5 separate regions of the Sus scrofa genome follow, and regions 1, 3, 4 and 5 are each linked to region 2. Evidence: chromatin contacts called from public Hi-C and HiChIP or PLAC-seq data. All regions are on one chromosome and are shown on one strand. Each heading gives the region's core, a stretch centred on a gene start, on an enhancer-like site or on the middle of the called end of the contact. The rest is flanking DNA. Distances are from core to core; before and after follow the strand shown. Region 1 holds the start of HAP1 (huntingtin-associated protein 1). Region 2 holds the start of ACLY (ATP citrate lyase). Region 3 holds the start of RAB5C (RAB5C, member RAS oncogene family). Region 4 holds the start of EIF1 (eukaryotic translation initiation factor 1). Region 5 holds the start of GHDC (GH3 domain containing).

Evidence for each region. A called contact is a pair of places that touch in the nucleus more often than the background predicts. HiChIP or PLAC-seq counts read pairs in DNA pulled down with a chosen protein or histone mark.
Region 1: an H3K27ac HiChIP or PLAC-seq map of alveolar macrophages shows a contact between it and region 2. The contact joins the promoter of HAP1 here to the promoter of ACLY in region 2.
Region 3: a contact with region 2 is called in a Hi-C map of liver, with 4 times the contacts expected there. The contact joins the promoter of RAB5C here to the promoter of ACLY in region 2. A contact is called at or near these places in 3 of 47 Hi-C or Micro-C datasets (heart right ventricle, liver and skeletal muscle) and 1 of 2 datasets of contacts at active chromatin or transcription factors (alveolar macrophages).
Region 4: a contact with region 2 is called in a Hi-C map of liver, with 4 times the contacts expected there. The contact joins the promoter of EIF1 here to the promoter of ACLY in region 2. A contact is called at or near these places in 1 of 47 Hi-C or Micro-C datasets (liver) and 1 of 2 datasets of contacts at active chromatin or transcription factors (alveolar macrophages).
Region 5: a contact with region 2 is called in an H3K27ac HiChIP or PLAC-seq map of alveolar macrophages. The contact joins the promoter of GHDC here to the promoter of ACLY in region 2. A contact is called at or near these places in 1 of 5 promoter capture datasets (fetal skeletal muscle) and 1 of 2 datasets of contacts at active chromatin or transcription factors (alveolar macrophages).

The regions. Positions count from the first base shown.
Region 1 is chr12:20,935,752-20,940,193 of Sscrofa11.1, reverse strand. It overlaps HAP1 (huntingtin-associated protein 1), which reads right to left and starts at 1,731. Exons shown (of 11, transcript XM_021066999.1): 1 at 155-1,731. The coding sequence starts at 626.
Region 2 is chr12:20,795,337-20,800,020 of Sscrofa11.1, reverse strand. It overlaps ACLY (ATP citrate lyase), which reads right to left and starts at 3,306. Exons shown (of 31, transcript NM_001105302.1): 1 at 3,167-3,306.
Region 3 is chr12:20,612,684-20,617,316 of Sscrofa11.1, reverse strand. RAB5C (RAB5C, member RAS oncogene family) reads right to left here and starts at 3,326. Exons shown (of 6, transcript NM_001244254.1): 1 at 3,202-3,326.
Region 4 is chr12:20,975,696-20,980,261 of Sscrofa11.1, reverse strand. It overlaps EIF1 (eukaryotic translation initiation factor 1), which reads left to right and starts at 3,187. Exons shown (of 4, transcript XM_003482982.4): 1 at 3,187-3,380; 2 at 4,089-4,252; 3 at 4,393-4,494. The coding sequence starts at 3,350.
Region 5 is chr12:20,578,424-20,583,171 of Sscrofa11.1, reverse strand. GHDC (GH3 domain containing) reads right to left here and starts at 2,144. Exons shown (of 10, transcript NM_001246239.1): 1 at 2,017-2,144; 2 at 1,795-1,883; 3 at 1,336-1,614; 4 at 915-1,036; 5 at 13-514. The coding sequence starts at 1,600.

The sequences.
Region 1 (4,442 bases), core at 482-2,981, 140 kb before region 2:
GCGACCGGAGAGGCACCGCAGAATGTGACATCTCCAGGGTGGCTGGAGAGGTGGGACTGAGCACCAGAGGGGATGGGGCGCCTGGACCGGAAGAGGCCCCCCTCCTCCCTGCTGCTGTCCCACCCGCTCTGAGGACCCGGGGACCCTAGTTTACCTTCCTCTAACTCTCGAATAAAGGCGGTGCGCTCGGGGCCAGACACCTCAGGCCGCCGGCTGATGCAGGCAGCTGGCGTCTTCCAGATGCCCGCCGCCTTTCCAGTCCCCAAGCCACTGGCTTGGGAACCAAAAGGTCCTCGGAATATAAAGCGAGTCCACGGCACGTCCGAGTTGTCGAGCACGGACTGTGCATTCCCCTGGTCGACGGAGAATGCAGACGTGCGCTGGGCTCCTGCCTTGGATCCAGACTCGGAGGCCCGGCGAGCGCCTTCCGGGGGTCCTGAGACGCAACTGGATCCGTATCCTGCTCCCTGTCCAGCCTCGGGTGCCTGCGCAGGGACGGGTTCAGGCTCGGTGGAAGGCTGTGGAGCGGGATTGGCTGCGGACGGAGGAGCAGGGGTGACTGCTCCGGGATCCCCGGGTCCCGGCCCGTGCCCGGCGCATCCCTGCCCCAACTCTTTCGGGCGCATCTTGTGTCCGCAGTCGGCTGCCTGTCGCAGCCCGGCCTTTATAACCTGTGCCTAGCTGTGCGCCCGCCGGGCGGTACCACGCGTGGGGGGGTGGCCTAGGAGCAACTGGTGGTGCCCGAGACGAGGGGAGGCTCGGGGGAGAGAGCCAATGGGGGCGGAAAGAGAGCGCAAAAGTAAGAGAAAGGCGAAGAGAAGAAGCGAGTAAACGTTTCAGCTGGTTCCACGGGCTTGGGCTCCCAAGGCAGGCTATTCTCCCCTCTCCACCTCTTAAGAATGGTTTTGCCCAAAGCGGCCGCTTCCCCGGGATTTGGGTCCAGGGACTCTGAGGTCCCTAAGTGGGGGTACCCCCTCCCTCCGCTCTAGCCCGAGGCTTTTCGGCTACCTTCCCTGGATCTGACCTGTGAGTTGGGGCTGTATCGTGTCTTTCCTCGTTGGCTGGGAGATAAATCCAAACGCCAGGACGGTCTCCACGCGCTGCCCAGACTGGCGCGTCACACACGGATCCTGGACTTCATACCCCCAGCGCTCCAGCCGCTCGCTCGGCAGCCCTCTTTCTTATTTCTTGGTTCGTCTTATGGCCTTTCCTCATGCTTCACCTCTGCTTTCATTCGCTCTGCCCGACTCCTTCCACGCGGGCAAACTCCTGTTCTTCCGGAAGACCCCGCTTAGGTGTCTCCGCGTAAAGACTCCTCGGATCCCGCCCTCCTTCACGCCAGAGCATCCTTTACGCGATGGCAACTGTGGTCAGACCGTGTCTGCCTCCACGATCAGAGCTACTCCCCTTCAGCACGGGAAGCAGGTCCCTCAGAGCACAGCACAGGTCCTGGTACCTATGAGGGTCGCCGTAAGTAGGTCCTGAATGAACTGTAGGGCAGCAGAGGGGTCCAGGGGCCATTTCTGTGCCTTTGGACCAGAGGAACCCACAAAACCAAAAAGAGATGGCTGCTGCACTGATTCTTTTAAAGCCTTGGCATCATTCTTGGGGTCCCAGTTTTCCTCCTCTTGAATACTGTCAATCTCCAAATCCTGCTTGATTTACCTCCTAAATATTTCTAAATGTCTGCCTCCTTGTCAGCCCTTCTGCTGTGGAGGTCTCATTCTCTCTTCTAGATTGTTGTGATTCTCCCATTCCCCCATGCCATCCCCACCCCCAGAAATCCATCTCTAGCCCATCTCTCCCATTCATACTCCATTCCAGGTCACCCTTGTCTTTTTCCGCAGCAACGCCAGATCTGAGCCATGTCTGCAACCTACACCACAGCTCACGGCAACACTGGATCCTTAACCCACTGAGCGAGGCCAGGGATCGAACCCACAACCTCATGGTTCCTAGTCGGATTCGTTAACCACTGAGCCACGATGGGATCTCCATATATGTATTTTTTACATCTTCTTTATCCATTCATCTGTTGATGGGCACTTTGCTTCCATATCTTGGCTAATGTAAATAACACTGCTGTGAACATTAAGACTACATAAAGCATGCATGTTTTCTATGGTTTATTTGTCAGCAAAATAGTTTTCGTTGAAGTATAGTTGATTTACAATATTGTATTCAATTCTGGTGTACAGAAAACTGATCCAGTTGCCCATATATATTATTTTTCATATTCTTTTTTTTATAGGTTAATACAAAGTATTGGATATAGGTTCCTGTACTATACAGAAGGACCTTGCGGTTTATCTATTTTATTTTATTTTATTTTATTTTATTTTATTTTTTGTCTTTTTGCCATTTCTTGGGCTGCTCCCAAGGCATATGGAGGTTCCCAGGCTAGGGATCCAATCGGAGCTGTAGCCACCGGCCTACGCCAGAGCCACAGCAACGCGGGATCCGAGCCGCGTCTGCAACCTACACCACAGCTCACGGCAACGCTGGATCCTTAACCCACTGAGCAAGGCCAGGGACTGAACCCGCAACCTCACAGTTCCTCGCCACGACGGGAACTCCTGTTTATCTACTTTATATCTAGCAGTTTGCATCTGTTAATTTATATCTTCCCCACACTTTCCCCTTTGTTAATGATGTTTGTTTTCTGTGTCTGTGAGTCTGTTTCTGTTTTGTAAATAAGTCCATTTGTGTCATATTTTAGATTCAACATATAAGTGATATCATATGGTATTTGTCTTTCTCTGTCAGCGAAAATTCTTTTTTTTTTTTCTTTTTATGGGTGCACCTGCAGCCAATAGAAGTTCCCATGTGAGAGATGGAATCAGAGCTGCAGCTGGGGCTAAACCACAGCCATGGCAATACTGGATCCGAGGCACATCTGCAATCTATGTCCAAGCTTGCAGCAACACTGGATCCTTAACCCACTGAGCGAGGCCAAGGATTGAACCCACATCCTCACCGAGACTACATTGTGTCCTTAACCCACTGAGCCACGATGGGAACTCCAGCAAAAAGTCTTAAGGAGACAAAACCCAACCCCAAGGCTTCCTGTGGATAGTGAGGTTGGAGAACATCAGGAGGTGACAGGGCATCAGCATGGCCCAGACATAATGAGGCTTTAGCCTTGAAGCCCTGTCGAGTGGCTCCCCCATCAGCCACCAGCGTCCTGGACAAACTTACTGAGACACCTCACCTCTGCAGCTCCAACACCTAGCACAGGACAGGACATCAGTAGGGGACCGTTCAATTTTTGCTGCATAGATATTTGCCGAATTGAATTATCCCTGCCTTTGAGAAAACAGCCTCAAGGCCCCTGGGAAGTTTGCAGTGAAGAAGGAAATGGGATGGAGAAGACAGAGCTGAAGGGGACTGCAGGCTCGCCAGGTGACAGAACCCTCTAGGTCCAGGCACTGGTGCCCAGCAACTCTTACTACAGCCACTAGAGGGCAGTGCCAGACCATGGATCACCACCTCACCTCGCCACCCCCGACCAGGCTCCCTATTGCAGGGTCACTAACCCTGCAAAAGAGGCTGTGGAGGGATGGTGTCTCCATTTTACAGATGGAGAAACCAGGGCTCAGACCCCCGTGTCTCTACAGTAAGCATTGTGGCCTGGCTGATGGGTTTCTGCCACTGCCCAGGGCTGTGAAAGAGACCCAGTTCGGGGTCCCTGACCCAGGCCTGGGTCTGTGGTTCCCCTTCGGTCCTCCTGCTGCTGCTCTCACCCAAGAGATCAGCAGAGACCCTAGCTCTCTGCCCTCCCTCCCAGTACACACCCTCTGACCCCTGCTGGACCAGAGAGAGGACCATAGGGGGCACACGACCTGCCAGGCACACCCCACACCACAGCCATCAACTTGGGGCACAGACATGGTGATGCCCAGCCTTGGGCAACACCAGCACACACCCACCCAGCTCAGGCCACCTCCTCTGGCCTGAACCTGGAAAACACCCCGTGGGACAGGGTTCTCCGTGGACAGAGACTTTGAGGGTCAGTGCAGGGATCCGGGCAGGGCCAGGCACAGGACCACCTTCTGCATCAAACTGGGGAGCAGGCCAAGGGTGGGAGGGGTACCCTGGATATGGGACAGCCAGGACCCCTCACCTCCCCTGGACTCCGGCTCATCTCCTGCAGGCCTCAGGGGTGCCCTTCTCTGCATCCTGGCCCCACTTCCCCAGCACCAGGCAATGGCCCCCACAGTGGAAACCCCCACCTGCTGGAGTGCCCCCCACTTCCTTTACTTCTTCCCCCAGGACCCCGGCCAGAATACTGGAGCACAGAGCTCTCTGAGCCCGCTCCCTAGCCCAGGGCCAGGACATAGGGGTTTCCTGGGGGCCTGGGCCCTTCCTCCTGCTGTTTTCTGGTTTCTGGGACGGGGAAGAGAGAGACTTAAGGAGGGGGGTGTGAGGGGCTCCACTGGGAG
Region 2 (4,684 bases), core at 2,057-4,556:
TTTGTCCAGCCACACCCATTCTCCCTCGGGTAAGGCCAGGAGTGACTTGGGGGGAGAGAAGGCGGGGAGAAGGGGAGGGAAAGGAAACCGAGTCATTCATGCCAAGAGCTTAGCTGGATCGGGAAAAGTCACTCCTATCTCTCTAAGGAAGGTCCAGAACTAAGATGCTGAATTTGCGGGAGGAGGAAAGTCGAGTCCAGAAGGAGGGCAGAACTAGGGGGCTGGCTGGTTTCCGCACTGCAGGAAGGCTGGTCCCAGCTCAGGGAGAGCTAACGTTCCAGGGGCACCTCCCTCCCGATTGGCCAGTCTGGGCTTCAGGTTCTAATCCCGGCGTGGCTGGCTCCTCAGCCTCCCAGCTAGTCTTCGCTGGGCACAATGGGAGCATTCAGTCTGGTGGCTGGCCTGAAGTCTGGTAGCTGGGAAGGGGCTCAACGGAGAGGTTCCCCTTTCTGGCTTTCCCTTGGGATGGCTTCCGGCTCCTTCTCAACAAGAGTTTCCAAAGGAGATGCCTCAGCCAGCCCCACTGCCCCACAGTCCTCCACCCCCACCCACTCCAGCTCCATTTCCCAACCTTCTTAACTCAGACCAGAAAAACTGGTCCTGAAATCAGATGGGTACACATGCCCCTACCCTCCTCCCAAGAGAGTGCAGCCCAGGGCAGCCCAGGCAGAGAAAGAGAAGGGGGCAGCCCTTGACCACCCTCAGCAGTTCAGACACATCAGCCACGCGCTGATCACAAATTCCTTCCTCCTGGAATTTGTGATCAAAGCCTCTCCAGCAGAGACACTCTTAGAACCACAGACACCTCCCCCAAATCTGGCATCTCCCCAAAGACCCAGCTTTGGAAAGGACATGAATGAGACTAGTGACCTTGTGCACTTGGGGGGGGGGAGAAAAAAATCACAATTTTCTGGAGCCCTAGATCAAATCTCGGATCCAAGATCTCATCTCCATCTGGTCCTCGGGACGGGGGATGGGAGAGAAGACAACCAGGGAAGGATGCAGGATAGAAAAACTTTGCCAGTTTACCAAAACACAGATTTGCCACTAGAGCACTTTGGCTCCAATGGGGCAGGCCCTCTCAAGGCCAACAGAGAGTTTATAGAAGAGACTAAAAAGCAGGGAAAGAATCTGGCCTCTGCGTGCTCATCAGGACAGGGTAAGAGGAAGGTACACAAAGCCAGGGAGTGGAGGGGTGGTGATAAATCACAAGTTTAATCACTCAGGGAGGTCTCTCTAGGGCAGTGGCTCTTAAGCCATCTGAGGTCTCAGACTCTGAAGCACCAGAGAAAAAGCTCAGAAAACTGTGCACATGCCTGACCGTGTGCATATCATTTCCAGGTGGTGACCTGTGACAATGATCTGATGGCTTAGAGACCACTAGCAACAAAGAACATTTGCTCGAGTGACAGTGGGTCTTAAAGTGTATACTAATCTGGGCTGGAAATACCACTCTCCACAAGCCACCTCTGCAAAGTCTTGCAAAGGTTTGGGCTGCCTCCTCAGGAAGTGAGTAACTGAATGGGTTGTCAAACTAGTCAGAGATGGTTTCTGGGCAGAGCCAAGACCCCAGGGCTCCACTTTGGGAGCCCAGGAACTATTAACTAGTAACAGGTAGATTTGAGGGAAATCACGTCAAGGAATCAGCACACACATACTCTCTCTCTTTCTCAATCCAAAGGCGAGACCTTCTGAGCTGAATGGGGTCTTTTCTGCAGACACGGAAGAGACCCAGAATTGAGTTCATAGACAGCAGCCACTGAGGGCAGAAGCAGCCCACAGGGAAGGCTGAATGAAAGGAGCCTGTTCCCCAGGATTGTACCCCTGGGACACAGCCAGAGAAGAGGAACCACGGGGATGCTACTTAGGGTCTCTGTGGGAAGGACAAAGAGCACTTCTTCTAAGGTTAGTATCTGTAGGATTAGGGCTTTTTGAAAGGGGGACAGGCAATCCCTAGAGTTAAGGGGAGGGGCAGAACTCTGAGGGTCCCTACTGCAGCAAGGAGAGCAGAGAAAGAGGGCAGAGACACCAGCCATCCGCCTCAGTGCCCCAGGCTATTCCCATCGCCACCCCCCCAAGCTGTTTAAGAAGCTCGTGAAGTGAAAATACCCCTCGGGGCAGCTGGGTCTACCAGCTGTCCCTCACCCAACATTTCAGAATTTCAGAAACCCAATGATCTGAGCTGGCTGAAAGACAAAGTTACAGGGAGGAGAGAGGAACGGGCTGGCTGACCAAACTGCGCTCTGTGCTGCTCCCCTCCCAACCCTCCCGAAAATCCCCTTCCTAGGCAGACTACCAAGGATCACCTAATGGCAAAACTCCTTGGTACTTCACGGTTTCTGCCAAGGTTGGAGAGGGCAGCAGGCGCTGGGGTTGGCCCTCTGCCAAGCCCGACAGGAGGGCGGCGGCAGCATCCTTCAGCCCCTGGAGGACCTTGCCTCCGTCAAGCCTGGCATCAACGCCAAGGCTGGGGAGAAAGACGGGCACTCCGGCCATCTGTCGCTTAGCGTCTGGGCCCGACGGCACCTCCAGAGCGAGGCGGGTCTTTCCTGGGCCGCCGATCCGAGGCTAGGTCCTCGCGGCGAGGCCTGAGGCGGCCCAAACCCGCGTGGCCCGCGGCGGCTACGCGCCCGAGCTCGCGCTCTCTCTCCATTCCCTCGCGGTGCTCAGTCGACTCTCCATAGAAGTAAGAGGAAGGGCCTGACCCCGGCTTGTGAGGGGTCAGAATGGGGCGACTGGCCACCGCGCTCTGTACTTCCCGTCCCCGGTAACCGGTAGGGGGACCCTGGTCGGGGAAAGAGGTGGCGGGATAAAACCCGAGGAGGCTCAGAACTGGCCCCGGGGTGGCAGTGAGAGGCGCCAGTTAGGGACAAATGCGATTCGGCGGAGGGAAGACAGGCAACGACGGCGGCAAGCACTGTCCAAACTCCCAGGAACTGGAATGTGGGGGAGTGGGGTGGTCGACGGGCCAACATCTGGCCACCGGTCGCTAACCAGGCGAAGGCGATCCTAAAACTAAGACACCCAGAACTTCCAAGCAGGTGCAGGGAGGGCGCGTGAGCCCCAAACCGGCGTCGGGGGAGTAGGTTCCGGGTTGGGGGAGGGAGGCAGGAAGCTTCTGGGCCAGTTGGGGGCCATCGCGTGAAAGCGGCCGCCCGCCACTCACCTCTCTACGAAAGGCCGTGCGCGGTGCTGGGTGCACAGGGCCCAACTCGCCGCCTACCTTCCGGAGCGCTCCAGCCTCCCGCAGCCACCCGGATCCGGCTTTTGTTCCGGCTTGGGCGGGTTCTCCCCGCCCCCATCGGCACACCGTGCGAGCCGCCCGGCGATTGGCCACACGTGGTCTCTAGCCTGAGCTCCAGGCTTCCTCCCAATTCGCTGCCCGGCATAGCCCCGCCCTCGGGTCCGGGGTCCAGGAGCTGCTGGGACTTGCAGTCCTGATGGTGCGTCCCAGACTCGAAAGGGGCCGCCCAGAGCCTGCCCAGCTTGGGAGGTGTCGGGGGCGGGGCCTAGGGTGGGGAGATGGGCTGGGCTATGCTGGGAGGAGAACGTACGAGATTGGGGGCAGTGGTCTGATCTTCTAGGGTTGGGCCGACCGCCGCTGATACTCTAGGCGTTGGGCGGACAGCCGCTGAGATGTGGCGGGCTGCGGTGTTGGCGGTGCAGGCTGTAGCGCAGCTTTTTGGGGCCCTGGAGTCTCCTTCCCGTCTCCACGTGGGAGAAACTGACGTCTTCCACGCAGGCAGCCAGAAAGCCACCACACCCAACCCAGTTGCTCAGGTCCCCCTTTTAAGCAGCCAGGGCAGACTGCTTACGCACGTGGACCCTCGGGGTTGAGCTGGTGGGACGAGGCTAATAGATTAGATTTACTAATATGGGATAGAGCGGGGGATTGCGTGAGCAGGTGGGGCTAGGAAGGCGCCTGTCACACCGTTTTGTGTCCCTCACCTGCTCATCTCCGAGCAGAACTGAGTATTCAATGGGAGAGTCTAGCACGGGGCTGGGGTCGTCTCTGCTGGTCATCAGCGCCTCGCCCCTCCCCTACAGTCCCACCCTTAGACCCTGGAATGAATGAATGGCTGCCTCCCCCTTCTCTATTACCTGTGCATAGTCTATATTTTCCACGTCGAAAACTGGGACACCCGATCTGATAGGTGCTGACGAACTTGTGGCGCAGAATTTTTGAAATCATACAGACCTAGAAACCAAGACATGTATTTCCTGCTGTGACATTCTGAAGCTCTCCTCTGTCCACCCCAATCCTGTAGGTCTCCCGAGCTGCTCCCTGACCCTAATAGCGGTCTAGCTCCCGGGAGGAGAATCATGCGCTAAGCAGCTCAGGTGAAAAGGTCAGCCCAGTGAACAGAGAATCAGCAGCCCCGGGAGCCTGCCAACCACTGGGGTCATACACTGCAATAATGGTGTGATATTCTTGTGCACAAAAACTTGGCCAGACCCTTCTCCCCCCCATTCCAGTCATAGCCAGGAGTGGGGCAGCTAAATTTGCTGCCCATGCCTGAAGGAAGTGATCCCTGATGATGTCACTTTCTGGTCCCGTCCCTGAGAGGCATCTTTTTGAAATAGCAGTTCCTCAGCTCCTCTCTCCTTTTGGTCGTAGTCTTCCACTCCTACATGGATTGAGTGCCATCCCTGCCAAGAATCTCCCCAAATAGCATCAGTCTTG
Region 3 (4,633 bases), core at 2,077-4,576, 180 kb after region 2:
TCTGAAACAAAACTACATGGGAACCATGCAGCAAACCACCAAGCACCACAGTGAAAACTGGCAGAAACGGTGAATCAGAATCCTAGGGATGAATTACGATGTATCTTCAAAACCCCACCAACCTTGCCAATACCCATCTACCCCGGGCCTGGGAATGGACTGTGTCCTTGTCCTTTGCTTCTAATTCAGCAAGAGATCCTGCACCCCCACTTTACTGGAAAAAAAGAGAGGCTCAGAGAAGTCAAGCAACAAGCCCAAGGCCACGCAACTGGTAAATGACAGAGTCCAGATGACAGCTCAGGCCTGGCTGACTGGAAAGCCTCTCGAGCCTTTCACCCCACCACACCACCTCTCTGTCCACCAGGCAGGGGTCAGAGGAAAAAGGATCCAAGAAGTACTTGCTTGGTGGGGCTGAATTTAAATTCCCGCCCCTGCTCTGTGTTTCCCTGCAAGTTCTAGTGAAAGGGGTCCTGGGTGGAGAGCCACACTCTTCCCAGGCAAGCAGGAGGCAGCATGGGGGTGGGGGAGAGCGGGGGGTTGGGGGGGGTGGGGGGGAGTCAGAGGCTAAGCAGAGGCCAGCTCTGCCAGTTGTCTGCCCCTTCCCCCTGCCCAGAGGGACCCCTGAGTCCACTCACTTTTATTTCATTTTCTAGCCATCACAACTTTCAGGTTCCCAAGAAATTAATGTCACGCAAATGTTAGCAAACGCTTAGGCCCTGAAGAGTACTGACCTGCGCCTCCTAACTGCTGTGGCCCCAGAGGCAGTGGAGGAAGGAGGATGGGGCTGGGGTGGGGAAGAAAACCGAACCAGAGGGGCACCAATGACGAGGAACGCTAAAGGGTCTGCACCTGGGCTGCTGCTTGCTCACCTGCATTCGTTCCACAAACAGACCAAAGGAGGGCCTGCTATAAGGGAAGATGAGGCACATCTAATTCCAAATGCCAAGCCCCGGCTCTACCCTTTTCTAACCGTGTGATTTAAATCAAGCTACGTCAATGCCTTCAGCATCATCTCTAAAGTGGAGACAACTCCCACTATTTCCCCGGACTCTTGTAAGGAACATGTGTGAAAAGAACTTGGCAACTTTAAAATGACATAAAAATTAGCTGTTACCACCTTTCTATAGCCTAAAGGCAGAAAAAGGCCCACCGGTTCTAAGAGGCAAAAGAGAGGAAGGGCATGGGAGGGGAGGGGCTTCTGTCCCCCACACAGTGCCCTGCCCCTCGCTGCCAAGCAGTATCAGATCTCTGCTTGGCCTCTATACTCTCTGGGTGCCTAAAGTGGCTGCCTAACCACCCAGGGCACTGGTGTCTTTCTGTCTCTCTGCAAGGGAGAGCTTTTCCTTCAAAAGCCTACTTCAGAATCAGAGCTGGGAGCCCACATCCAGACAAAGCAGTCGCCTCCAAAGGCTGGCCAGCCTCACCCTGGGTCTCCCAGAGAGATCCAGAAACACAGCCTACTGCCGAGGAGGTATGTCTAGTCGAGACCAATGGCCGGTGAACAGCTGGCCTCTCAGGCCCTGCCCCTTGAGGCACAGGCTGACCAGATTAGAGAAACCAGGCTGACCGCAGAAGTCTCTACCAACCCTCTAAAGAAGTCCACACAGACAGAGAGCTTGTGATCCGACTGTGGACCCTAACAAGGCAGGTTTTTTGGTTATTCCATACAAAGTAAGTGCATCCCAGGCTTAGCTCAAAAGTCTGTAGAAGACACTGGTGATGACTGTCCAGAAGTGGTCCGAAAGATCTCAAGGCAAAACCACCTCAGACCTTGCCATCTCAGGGCAGTAAAGGTGGCCCAGAATACTGAAGAGGTACCGAAATTCCCAAAGACTGTGTGGCCTTCCCTCCCTTCCTCCACTGTAGATAGCAAGGGTCAGTCATGGCCTCAGAGTCAGGCTGCTCTCATTAAGGTACAGTCTCAGGCCTGTACTTTGGCCACATAACAAAGAACCTCCCAGCCTGGTCTGAGACAGCAGCCATTTCACACACCTAAGTTTCAAGCAATGGACAAGGATCAGATGTCAGAACCAGCTGTCTCTAGGAAAAGCTGGGGAGAATCAGCACTTTCGGGTGTGGGAATTCCTTGGGTTACACTAAAAATTAGCACATGAAGAACCCAGAGGTGCCACTGTGATCTCCACCTAATCCTCTGCAATCTACAACTGAGTTGATCAAGTCCAGAAAGGAATGGAAATAGACCCTAGGACTAGAAGTGGCATGACCTGTTGATCAGGGAGGTGAGTGTGTGTTTAGCAGTGGGAAAGAGCCTAGCACTCCTCAATTCCAGACTCCTTATTTTTGGTCTTTTTCCTCCTCTCTAAAGACCAACGGACACCAGTCCCAGGACGAGCAGTCCCTCTGAGGTAGCTTGGAACCACTCGCGTGCTCTGGGAGGACCCGGTTGAGACTCCAGCAAGGGGGGAGGAGAAGGGGAGAGAGATGATAATGAATGGGCAGATCCACTCTGATCTGTGTGATCTGTAGCTAGGATTGAGCAAACCTCAGCTAAATTGTTCAGAGGCAGGAAAAGCGATACACTCAGGGAACGACACAACCAGAGAACACCATAACTAGAGGACGGGGCTGGGGCAGAGGGGAGCAAGCCGAGGAGAAGACAAGGCATTCCTAAAGAGTGACCCTGACTTTAAACTCTGCTAGGATCCTGGGTGGCTGTCTAGCTTGAGGAAAGAGAGGAAGTAAGGAGTTGTGGGAGCGGTCTCACCCAGGACCACCCCCCCCACACCCCGCCCCAGCCTCAGGATATCAAGATAAAATTCCTCTAGGGCTGGAGGGACAACAGTTTTTGTGGGACGGGGTAAAGGAAAACAGCGACAGACAACACTTCTGGCTACCTCTAAAAGAGAAGTCGGACAGGCTCCTTCACACCTGACAAAGATTCCTCCAATTCTAGGAGGAGAGGGAGCGAAACTTAGGGTCTCTCCCTCCCACCACCGGGCTGGACAGGCCAGAGGAGAGCCACAGGGGTTTCCCAAGGGTTACGAAGGGCAAGTAAGGGAAGGAAAGAAGAGCCCCCCCGGCCCCCGCTCTGGCTCGACGCCTGGGGAGCCCCTTAAGAGGGGGCTACGGGTCGGGGGAGGGGTCAGTATCCCCCCAAGCCGGGGCCGGGCGGGAGGAGGGGCTGCCCCGGAGAGGTTTCAACGCGAGCGAGACACTGGGTCCCGGGACAGGCACACTCACGGTGGCTCCGGGGCGGTGGCGTTACTTGAGGCCGGGGCTCGGACAGGCTCCGCTCCTCTCCCCCCGGCGGTGTCCCAGGCTCCGGCCTCCACTTCCGCCTTTCAGCCGCTCCGGATCCGGATCTCCACCTCCGACCCGCCCCTCAATACCCAGGTGACTGACAGGGCGGCGAAGCCAATGGGAGGCACTCTTGGCCGATTCACAGGCGGGGCTGGCGGGGAGCGCGGGAGAGGTGGGAGAGCGCACGCAAGGGACGGCGGGAATTGTAGTGCGTAGCTCCAGGAGGAGCCGCCTGAGACAGGCTTAGGGTGGAGCCCGATGTCGGCTAGGCGGAGCCCGGCCGGGAACTTTTTAAGGGCAGGCCTGCCGATCGCGTCATCGCGGGTTCCAGGCACCCCGAGGGGAGGCGGGTGGCGGAGCGTTGCAAGAGGGTAGGAGGCTGTGTGTGCAGAATTGGGAAAGGAAAAACATGATGTGAATGAATATGCACGTAAGGCCGCGTGGACCAGTCCTGAGCACTCGCTAGACTGGAGGAGCCCGTGTCTGCGCTTTTGGGCCAAGTCAGTTCTGGGAGCCCCACGGGTGGGGACATTTTGATATGGGGAAGATTATGGAAACGCTATAGTAAGGGCTTTCTGGAGACTACTGGGTAAGATCAAAGGGAGAGCCCCTGCCACTGCCCAGCAGTAAACTAGGACCCTCTGCCTTTGGCTCAACCGGAACCGACTCTGCCCCTGTCTCTCCCCACCCTCAACCAGTTCCAGCTCTTGTCTCTTAACTCCAAGCACAGAGCCAGACACTTCCCATCCAGTGAACTGGACCCACTTCTGTTTGCCCCCGCTTTGCCCTTCACATGGATCAGGGCTTTTTTTTTTTTTTTTCCCTGCTCCCCTCAGTATGGATTAGGACCACTTCTGCTCACCCCCAACCCCCCCAACACAGCTCCTCTGCTTCTGCATCTCACCCCCAGAGATACTACTCAGCACCTGAATGGAATACTAGCTCACCCGGAGGCAGCTGTGGGCATTGTTCCTATGACACCAGCCAACACCAAACATACCCTGGAGCCTGAGCTGGAGAATGGACCTTGCAACCTGTCCAGGACAACTTGCCCACACCTGGTTCCATTTGGTCACCAGGGTGCCTCTAACAACGTCCATACCACCAACCCCTTCAGTGATTGTCAGAGAAGTGAAAGCTAAGAAAGAAGAGAGAGCTTAAGAGAGCAAAGGGGATGGGGCAGAGTGGGATTCTTAGTAGGTTCTGGCTGGTGACAGCACTTCTTCCAGACCCTGCTGTTCCTAGCCTGCAACAGGCACAGGATTGGTTAATGCAGAATTAGTGGGGAGTCCTGTGGGTCACCTTGGCAGGGCTGGAGGTGGACTTGAGTCAGGGCTCTGTCCCTCCCACATATCGTGTCTGAGTCTGTGGC
Region 4 (4,566 bases), core at 1,938-4,437, 180 kb before region 2:
GGAGGTGAAAGGGGAACCCTGACCAGGAAGAGCCAAGAGAATCCTAAAGAAGAAAAAAACAGAGGGAGTTCCCGCTGTGGTTCAGTGACAACAAATCCGACCAGTATCCTTGAGGATGAGGATCCCCGGCCTTGCTCAGTGGGTTAGGAATCCTGCATGGCTGTGGCTGTGGCGTAGACCAGCAGCTGCTGATTCCACCCCTAGCCTGGGAACTTCCATGTGCCACGTGCAGCTGTAAAAAGCAAAAAGGTGGGGGGGGGGCAGGGGGAGGGAACTCCTGCTCCTGGAGACACAGACTTTTTGTTAAGCTCCTATAATTGAGAAATAGTGGCTTTGGGATTGATGGACCTGTGGAACAGAACCGAGAGTGAAAACATGAACCCCTGGAGAAGTTCCACTGTGGCACAGCAGGTTAGGGACCCAGCGCTGTCTATGCAGAGTCTCAGATCAGTGAGGAGGCAAGGGTTCGACCCCCAGCCCAGCACAGTGGGTTAAGGATCTGGCGTTGCCCAAGCCATGACATAGTCGAAGCTGTGGCTCAGATTCGATCCATGGCCCAAGAATTTCCATGTGGGCACAGAGGAAAATTAAAAAAAAAAACAAAACCTCGGATTCCTGAATGACTCAGTGGAAACGAATCTGACTAGCATCCAGGAGGACGCAGGTTTGATCCCTGGCCTCATTCAGTGGGTTAAGGATCTGGCATTACTGTGAGCTGTGGTGTAGGTTGCAGATGCAGCTTGGATCCTGCGTTGCTATGGCTGTGGTGGAGGCCTGTGGCCACGGCTCCGATTCGATCCCTGGCCTAGGAACTTCCATTTGCCGTGGGTGCAGCCCTAACACGACCAAAAAACAAAAACAAAAAAACAAAAAACCACCCTGCATAAATGTAAATACGATTATGGTAGAGCAAGCAGGACAAATCAGGTATTAGTCAATAAACGGTGCTGGGACAATTGGCTATCCTCATAAGAAAAAAATCAGATCCCTGTCTCACACCACATGCACGCACACAAAAGTTCCAGGTAGTTTAAAAACCTAAATGTTAAAAGGCAAAGCTTTAAAACTTTCCAAAAAAATAAATAAATAAAAAACAGAGTATCTTTATAAACTAGAAGCTGAGAAAAGATTTCAACATGACAAAGAAATGATCTCTTCCTAAAAGGAAAAGATAGGCTGGACCACATTGCTATTTTAAAATTTCATACAATAGTTCCCTTGGAGCTCAGCAGGCTAAGGATCCAGCATTGTCATTTTGGTTGTTTGGGTCGCTATTGTGGTGCAGGTTCGATCCTGGCCCAGGAACTTCCGCATGCCAAGGGTGCAGCCAAAAAAAAAAAAAAATTTTGTGTAACAAAATATGTGTGAATGCTGGGAAGGCCAGCTCTGACTCATTCACTCTTTTCCCCAAACCCCTTTCAAGCAAGGTCATGTCTGTGAGGGCAGCGGTTCCCAGATGGAGGAATACTGTGTCCTCAGCTTCTCAGAATGAGATGGATGTGAGACCAGGATATGTTCCTGACTTGTAGCCATGGGTCCCCACATCCTGATATCAAGGAAGCCAAATTATTTTTTTTTTTTTTGTCTTTTTGTCTTTTGTTGTTGTTGTTGTTGCTATTTCTTGGGCCGCTCCCGCGGCATATGGAGGTTCCCAGGCTAGGGGTTGAATCGGAGCTGTAGCCACCGGCCTACGCCAGAGCCACAGCAACGCGGGATCCAAGCCGCGTCTGCAACCTACACCACAGCTCACGGCAACGCCGGATCGTTAACCCACTGAGCGAGGGCAGGGACCGAACCCGCAACCTCATGGTTCCTAGTCGGATTCGTTAACCACTGCGCCACGACGGGAACTCCAAGGAAGCCAAATTATTAATCCAAAGATTACATAGTAAATACAGAATCAAAAGAACTCTCAAGTATACCCAGCGTTTCCTCCCTTGGGATTGTCTCATCTTGTCCCAGAGTGGGCTTTTTCCCACCCTCTAAGCATCAGCTGGGATGTCACCTAGTCTGAGGGCTTCTGAAGCCTCTGTCACTCTCACGTCACCTTATTCTTTCTTGGCACCTATTATGATCTTGTCATTTTATTGTCTCTCTCTCCCTCTCACCAGATTCCAAAAGGACATAAACCGGCAGTCCTTCGGGCTGACACAGTTTTTTGTTTAGTTTCCCCAGTGTTTTTCCAAAAATTCAATTTACTGGCAATATTTTAAAAATTAAGAGATTTTACATACATCTGGATTTCCAGGTTCTCTTGAAAAAGAAGACCTAGCACAATGCACTGGAGGTTTGTGGCCGCTGCAGCCTCTGCCCCCACCCCCACCCCATTACATCACACTAGGGTGTCTGCACTCCTTTATCTTACCTGCCAGGCCTCTGGAGCCTAAAAACCATGTACCCTGCAACTAAGAGCATTTCAATTCATAAACTCAAAGTGCAAGAAAGGTTGATGTTTTAAAGGAAATAGTTCAACTAGTCTCTGGGAAGGCTCTACCCCACACAATTTGTATAAAAAAAAAAAAAAATGACCCCCTTCTGATGCATGAATTCTTGGCTCCACAAACAGCATTACTCTCCCTTGAACTCGTACTGATGACCTAGGTATTCTTTCCTTAAATTATCTAAAGTAATATAATTTTTAAAGTAGATTATCCATTTTTAGATTGGATTCATCTAAATGATGAGGTTAAAGTTTGGGTTAAACTATTGTACGTTGATTAAATAAAAGTGTCGCCCTCTCTGTAAAGGAGTGAATCTGCAAAGTAGGAAGTAAGTGGGTAGTTGGGTGAATATGAGATAGTGAGAATCTGTCGTGTTTAGTAGGATCAGCACGTAAAGTCCCTCTAAGGAGTGCGAAACACTCCAAGTAAAGGCATTTTCCTGCAACAGTGTCAAGAAAGTGGAACGCGGGGAACACTGCGCAGGCGCGCTCGAAATCGCTTGCCAGTTTTCTGCGCAGCCTCGACAACGTCCTCGAGAGTTGCGCAGGCGCCTAGACCGACCAACTTTTCCCTCCCCCTCCCAACTCTCCCACACAGTTTCTGCGCAAACGCGGTCCCGCGTCCCCGCCCCAGGACCAATCGGAAACGGTGGCGCCCGGGCGTAGAGGGCGCGGCGCCGTGGGTGGGGCCGAGACGTGAGGGCAGCGCGCTGGCGTCATAGGGGCGGCTATATAAGTGAATACAGGCACCGCCCCTCCGCCCCAGTCACTGAGCCGCCGCCGAGGACTCAGCAACCTCCCCCTTGAGCCCCCTCGCTTCCCGACGCTCCGTCCCCCCTGCCCGCCTTCTCCCGCCGCCGCCGCCGCCTTCCGCAGGCCGTTTCCACCGAGGAAAAGGAATCGTATCGTATGTCCGCTATCCAGAACCTCCACTCTTTCGGTAAGTCCTGGAAAGGTCCCAGGGGGAGGAAGGCCCGGGTAGGGCAGCGGGGCGCTCCGGGCCCGCAGGCAGGGCCCGAAAAGCGGCTAAGGGTTCCGGGCTTTTGTGAACTTAGGCGGAGGGAAGATGTCCGGGCTCGCGGACGACTAGGCCTGGGCGCCTGGGTTGGTTTCTGCGCGCGACCGGAAGGAGCGGGTGGGAGGTCAGCCCTTGGGCGGGCCCGCCGTCTCGGGTGGCGCATTTACTAATGGCTCCCGGGCCACCTCTGGCCACACCTGCCCCTCCCTCCACGTCTGCGTCACGTCCGTTACGTCACCGCCGTTGTCACTGAGCGGGGAGGGAGAGGCGGCGCCAGCCCTAAGTGACAAACGTGGGCTCCAATGGGGCGGGAAGTGTGGCCCCGCCTCGGAGCTCGGGTTCCGGCCGGTTGCATCAGCCGGGTGGGGCGCTGCCGGCCAGCCTAGGCTTCACTGACACGTGATCGGCTCCCAAGGGCGGGCCTGGGGCAAGAGGCCCAGGCTTTCTCGGGCTGGGAAAGGCAGCCGTCCCGGATTGACCTGTTCGGGAAGAGCCAACAAAGGACTTATCTGATCTGACTAAGCCGTGACGATTTCAGTATCAAGTTCTGCACCGGGCAAGACATCCCGTGGGAGGGTGGCAGTGGCCTCCCAGCACAACTCTCTTAACGAGCTTGACCTTTCTGCCCAGACCCCTTTGCTGATGCAAGTAAGGGTGATGATCTGCTTCCTGCTGGCACTGAGGATTATATCCATATAAGAATTCAACAGAGAAACGGCAGGAAGACCCTTACTACTGTCCAAGGGATCGCTGATGATTACGATAAAAAGAAACTAGTGAAGGCGTTTAAGAAGGTAGGCTTTTAAAAGAGAAGTTGCGAAAATGGTATTTAATATGCCTACGGGGGGTGCTGTATTGTTACTTCCTGGAAAGGGTATTCGTGCCTTCAAGCTGTTGCTTGGCCTAATGTGTTTTGGCTGTGTTGTCCTTGCAGAAATTTGCCTGCAATGGCACTGTAATTGAGCATCCAGAATATGGAGAAGTAATTCAGCTACAGGGTGACCAGCGCAAGAACATATGCCAGTTCCTTGTAGAGGTGAGTTCAGTCACTTCCTGTTAGTACGTTTTGTGCCTCTGCCCTGGCTAACTAATCTCAGGTCCTGCCTGG
Region 5 (4,748 bases), core at 895-3,394, 220 kb after region 2:
AGTCTTGCTGACCTCCGGAGGCAGCGTAAGCAGGTGAGAAGAAGGCCAACCCTTGGCACCACAAGGCCCCCAGGGCAGTGACGGCCTCGGCCTGGCCTCCTGCATCCAGAGTCACCACCACCTGCAGTTTGGGCCAGAGCCGAAGGGCCAGCCCTCGGGGTCCCTGCTCCAGGGCCTCCCGCAGCTCAGCTGCCCGTCCAGGGAGAGGCGCTCCTGGGTTCCCAGCAGCTATCGCCTCAGCCAGCTCTTCGCCATTGGCCTCCAGGCCCACGAAGACGTCTAGTAGCTCGACCGCTGTCCCGGCTTCCAGGGCCCGCAGCCCTGGGGACCTCAGTGCCTCCAGCAGCAAAGCCCCAGGGTCCTTGGCTCTGGTAGGGCCCACCTGGCCCAGGGCATGCCAAGGCCAGGGGAGGGGGTAGGGCCAAGGGGAGGAAGGGGTCACACGGGCTGTGCCTCCCGGAGCCAGCACTTCTGGATAGGCCTTGTTTAGCGCTACCAGACCCAGCAAGGTGGCCTGGAGAGAGACAAGAGACAGCATTGGCCTTGGACCTGAACCAGACCCTGAGCCCCCACTTCGGTGGATTTTTTTTTTTTCCCTTTTCTTTTTAGGGCCACACCCACGGCATATGGAGATTCTCAGGCTAGGGGTCAAATGGAAGCTAGAGCCCTGGCCTATTCCACAGCCACAGCAATGCCCGATCCAAACTGCATCTGTTCATGGCAACGCTGGATCCTTAACCCACTGAGCTAGGCCAGGGATTGAACCTGAATCCTCATGGATACTGGTCAGGTTCTTAACGCGCTGAGTTAAGTGGGAATTCTGGGTTTGGGTCCCCCCCCCCATCCTGATGGGAGGGTTTGGCTGCAATTAGGGGGGTCTCTGGTGGGGTCGGGCTCCAGCCTTCCCAGTTTACCTGCAGAGAGGCCTCCCCACAGTACTGGTTTGAGGTAGGGGGCAAGACCTGCCCCCTACCCTCTTCCTCCTGGACCTGGCTGGCCTTGGTCAGTGGAAGATGATTCCGGAAGGTGCTTATATCTGTAGCCCCAAAGACATCACAAAATCTTTATGAAGCCACAGAGTTCCCAAGAGTTTCAGGCCAAGACGGGTGACATCCTTGAGGAAGGAACCCGGAATAGGCCTGGGGGATGAGGGGCTACCAGGACCCAGGATGGGAAAATTCTCTTGACCATTCCTTAGCCTGGGTCAGATCTCTGGGTCAGGCCCCTCTGTGTTGGCAGAAGAAGCGGGGAGGGAGGTTTTCAGGTTTTGGAATCTGACTGTCCTATGGGGTTTCTTTCTCTTTGGGCCACCTCCCCACGCCTTGGGAAACACACCTGTGCTCCCCCTGAGGGGACAGCAGGGACCCTGGGCCCGCTGCAGACACCATCTCAGGGCCTGCTGCTGACTCTGGCCTGCGTGCAGCGTGCTCTGCTCCAGCCTCTTCTGCTGCCAGGCAGCTGCCCAGCACAGGACCCTCCATGCTACACGGTGCTGGAGGCAGACAAGCCAGGACAGCCTGGCATCCTGGGAGTGCCACCACCAGAGCATCACCAGTGGAGGCAGTAGCAGCAACAGCAGGAACAGCAGCAGCAGCAGCATCTCTAAGCCGCTCCCTAGGAGGAGGAAGGCCTCCGCATCGAGGGATTGTGAGGAGGAGGCGGGGACCATCCGTTTCCTCCCCCGCCCCTCCCCCTGGGGGGAATCAGTTAAAATGGAGGTTCGAGAAGCCAGGACCCCTGTCAGGCAGGTGAGACGCAGAGGAGAGAACATCAGGGCTCTGGGGCCACACTGACCTGAATCGGGATCCTGGCTCTGCCCCTGGTTAGCTGGCTGGCCCTGGGGATCTCAGCTCGCCGCTCTGAGCTCCGTCCCCTTCCCCTGTCTGTAAGATGGGAGTAATAACACCCTTCAGAAGGTGCAGGGAAGGCATGGCACGGTGCCTGGCACACAGCGGTTGCCTAACCGATGACACGCCTGGTCCATTCCCGAGTGGCTCTGCTTTGTCCAGGACCTACCCTCTCCCAGCATCGTGTCTCCCCCTGAGCCCCGAGCAGTGATTCCATGTCCCACATGCACCTGTCACAGCCCAAATGTGCCTCCGCCAGGCACCCAGGGTCCCCGCAGTGCTCCGTACAGCCTCAGTGCACAGCGGGCCAGAAAGCTGGGGCCACGACTTTAAAGGGCTGGGCCTGGACCGGGAAATCCGGCTGCTGGGCCTGAGGGAGGTGCTGGGAAGGGGGGGAGCTCTTAAAGGGGCAGGTCACCTAAGGACTGCCGGGCTGGGAGCTGGCCCAAGCTGGCAGGTGGAGGGAGGTTAGGGCCAGAGTAGCATGTGAAGGAAGAGGAAGCTGAGTGTGAAAAGACTGCCTCCAATCAGCTTGAGTGGGGAGTGGGGTGCACCCTATCCTGAAGTAGGTTCAAATTTGCTTCATTTTTTTTTTTTTTTTTTTTTGGTCTTTTTAGGGCCGCACTCGTGGCACATGGAGGTTCCCAGGCTAGGGGTCGAATTGGAGCTACAGCTGCTGGCCACAGCCATAGCCACAGCAATGCCAGATCCAAGCCGCATCTGCAACCTACACCACAGCTCACAGCAACACCGGATCCTTAACCCACTGAGCGAGGGCAGGGCTTGAATCTGTGTCCTCATGGATGCTAGTCAGATTCACTTCTGCTGAACCATGACGGGAACTTTCCAAATTTTTTTTTTAATAAACAGACTTTTATTGAGGTATCTCAGCTCCTTTTTTTTTTTTTTTTAAATCAGATTAGTCAGTTTGTAAAGAGGTTAACAATTCCTGTTCATCATAAGCTTCATTGACAAAAGTCTCACTATTCATTAGATTTGAGAACTGTTAAGAAACAGAATTTTTGGAATTCCTACTGTAGCACAATGGGACACAAGTTTGATCGCTGGCCCAACACAGTGGGTTAAAGATTGGGTGTATGCGACAACTGTGGCTTGGATCTGATCCCTGGGCCAGGAATTCCACATGCTGTGGGGCAGCCAAAACAAATGAACAAACTAACAAACAAACAAAACCCAGAATTTTCTCCAATCCAGAATTGCTCTCCAAAAAGGTGGTAGAGAAAGAAAATGCTTTCGTTATTGAATAAGCATTAAATTGGAGTGAGATGCGTCGCAGGCAATCAGCTGAAACTGCAAAGACCAAAAAAACCTCGCTCCCCTTTAAAGCCAGAGCCGGGCAGACGCCACCTGCTAACAGGTGTTCTCAAAATAACTAACTTTACCTGGTAATTGGGGCCACCACCTGGGTTAGCTTATTGGTTTTATCACAATAAACACAAACTTCTCCTATCGTTATGGCAGGAGGCAGTCCCACGGTTAAGTCCTCTCTCCTCCTGTGCCCTTGACCCAGGCTCTCAGACGCTAAAAGCCCTCTGTCTTGCAAACTCTCTTATTTTCACAGCTGAGCTCCTTTGCACAGGTCTGCTCTATCTGGCTACCCCACCTTGCTTTCACTCCTTTTTAGTTCTTATTTAGGCCTTGCACTTGATTTTAAAAAAAATAACAGCCTTATTAGATATAATTTACACATTTACATATACGAATCACCCATTTAAAGGGTCTAGTTCAGGAGTTCCCGCTGTGGTGCAACAGGATTGGCGGCATCTCTGCAGCGCTGGGATGCAGGTTTGAAGCCCGACCTGGCACATCAGGTTAAGAATTTGTCTTTGCCGCAGCTGCACAACCGTGGTTGGGATCTGATCCCTGGCCCGGGAATACCATATGCCGCAGGGCAGCAAAAAAAAAAAAAAAAAAAAAAAAAAAAAAAAAAAAGTGTACAATTCAATGGTTTCTAGCGTATTCATAGGTATGTTCAATACCATCAATTTTGTAACATTTTCATCACCCCCAAAATGACCCCAGGCCTTTGAGCTAACAAACCCAATCCCTCTCCACCCCTGGTGCTAAGCAGCCTCAAATCTATAGTCTCTTTTTATAGATTTGCCTATTCTGGACATTTCATGTAAATGGAATCAGAGAACACAGAGGTTTTTTTTTTTTTTTTTTTTTTTGCCTTTTTAGGGCCACATCCATAGCATATGGAGGTACCCAAGCTAAGGGGTAGAATCAGAGCCATAGCCGCCACATCTGAGCCACATCTGCAACCTACGCCACAACTCACGGCAATGCCGGATCCTTAACCCACTGACAGGCCAGGGATGGATACTGGTCAGTTACAAGGATAACTCCATACATGAGTTACCATTTTAACCATATTTATGCATCCACTTCGGTGGCATTAAGTACATTCACACTGTTGTACAGACATCACCATTGTCTAGCACCAACCCTTTTTCATCTTCCCAAACTGAAACTATGCTCATGAAACAATAATTCCCCATTCCTGCTTCCCCCAGCCTCTGGTATCCACTATCCTATTTTCTGTCTTTATGAATTTAATGATTGTAGGTGCCTAATATAAGGGGAATCATACAATACTTTCTATTTCCCTTAACACAATGTCTTCACGATTCATCCATATTGTAGCATGTGTCAAAATTCCCTTCCTTTTTTTTTTTTTTTTTTTTTTGGTCTTTTTAGGGTCACACCTGTGACATGTGGAGGTTCCCAGACTAGGGGTCAAATGGGAGCTGCAGCTGTCGGCCTACACCACAGCTCACGGCAATACCGGATCCTTAACCCACTGAGCAAGGCCAGGGGTCGAACCTGTGTCCCCATGGATGCTGGTCAGGTTCGTTTCCACTGAGCCATGACAGGAAC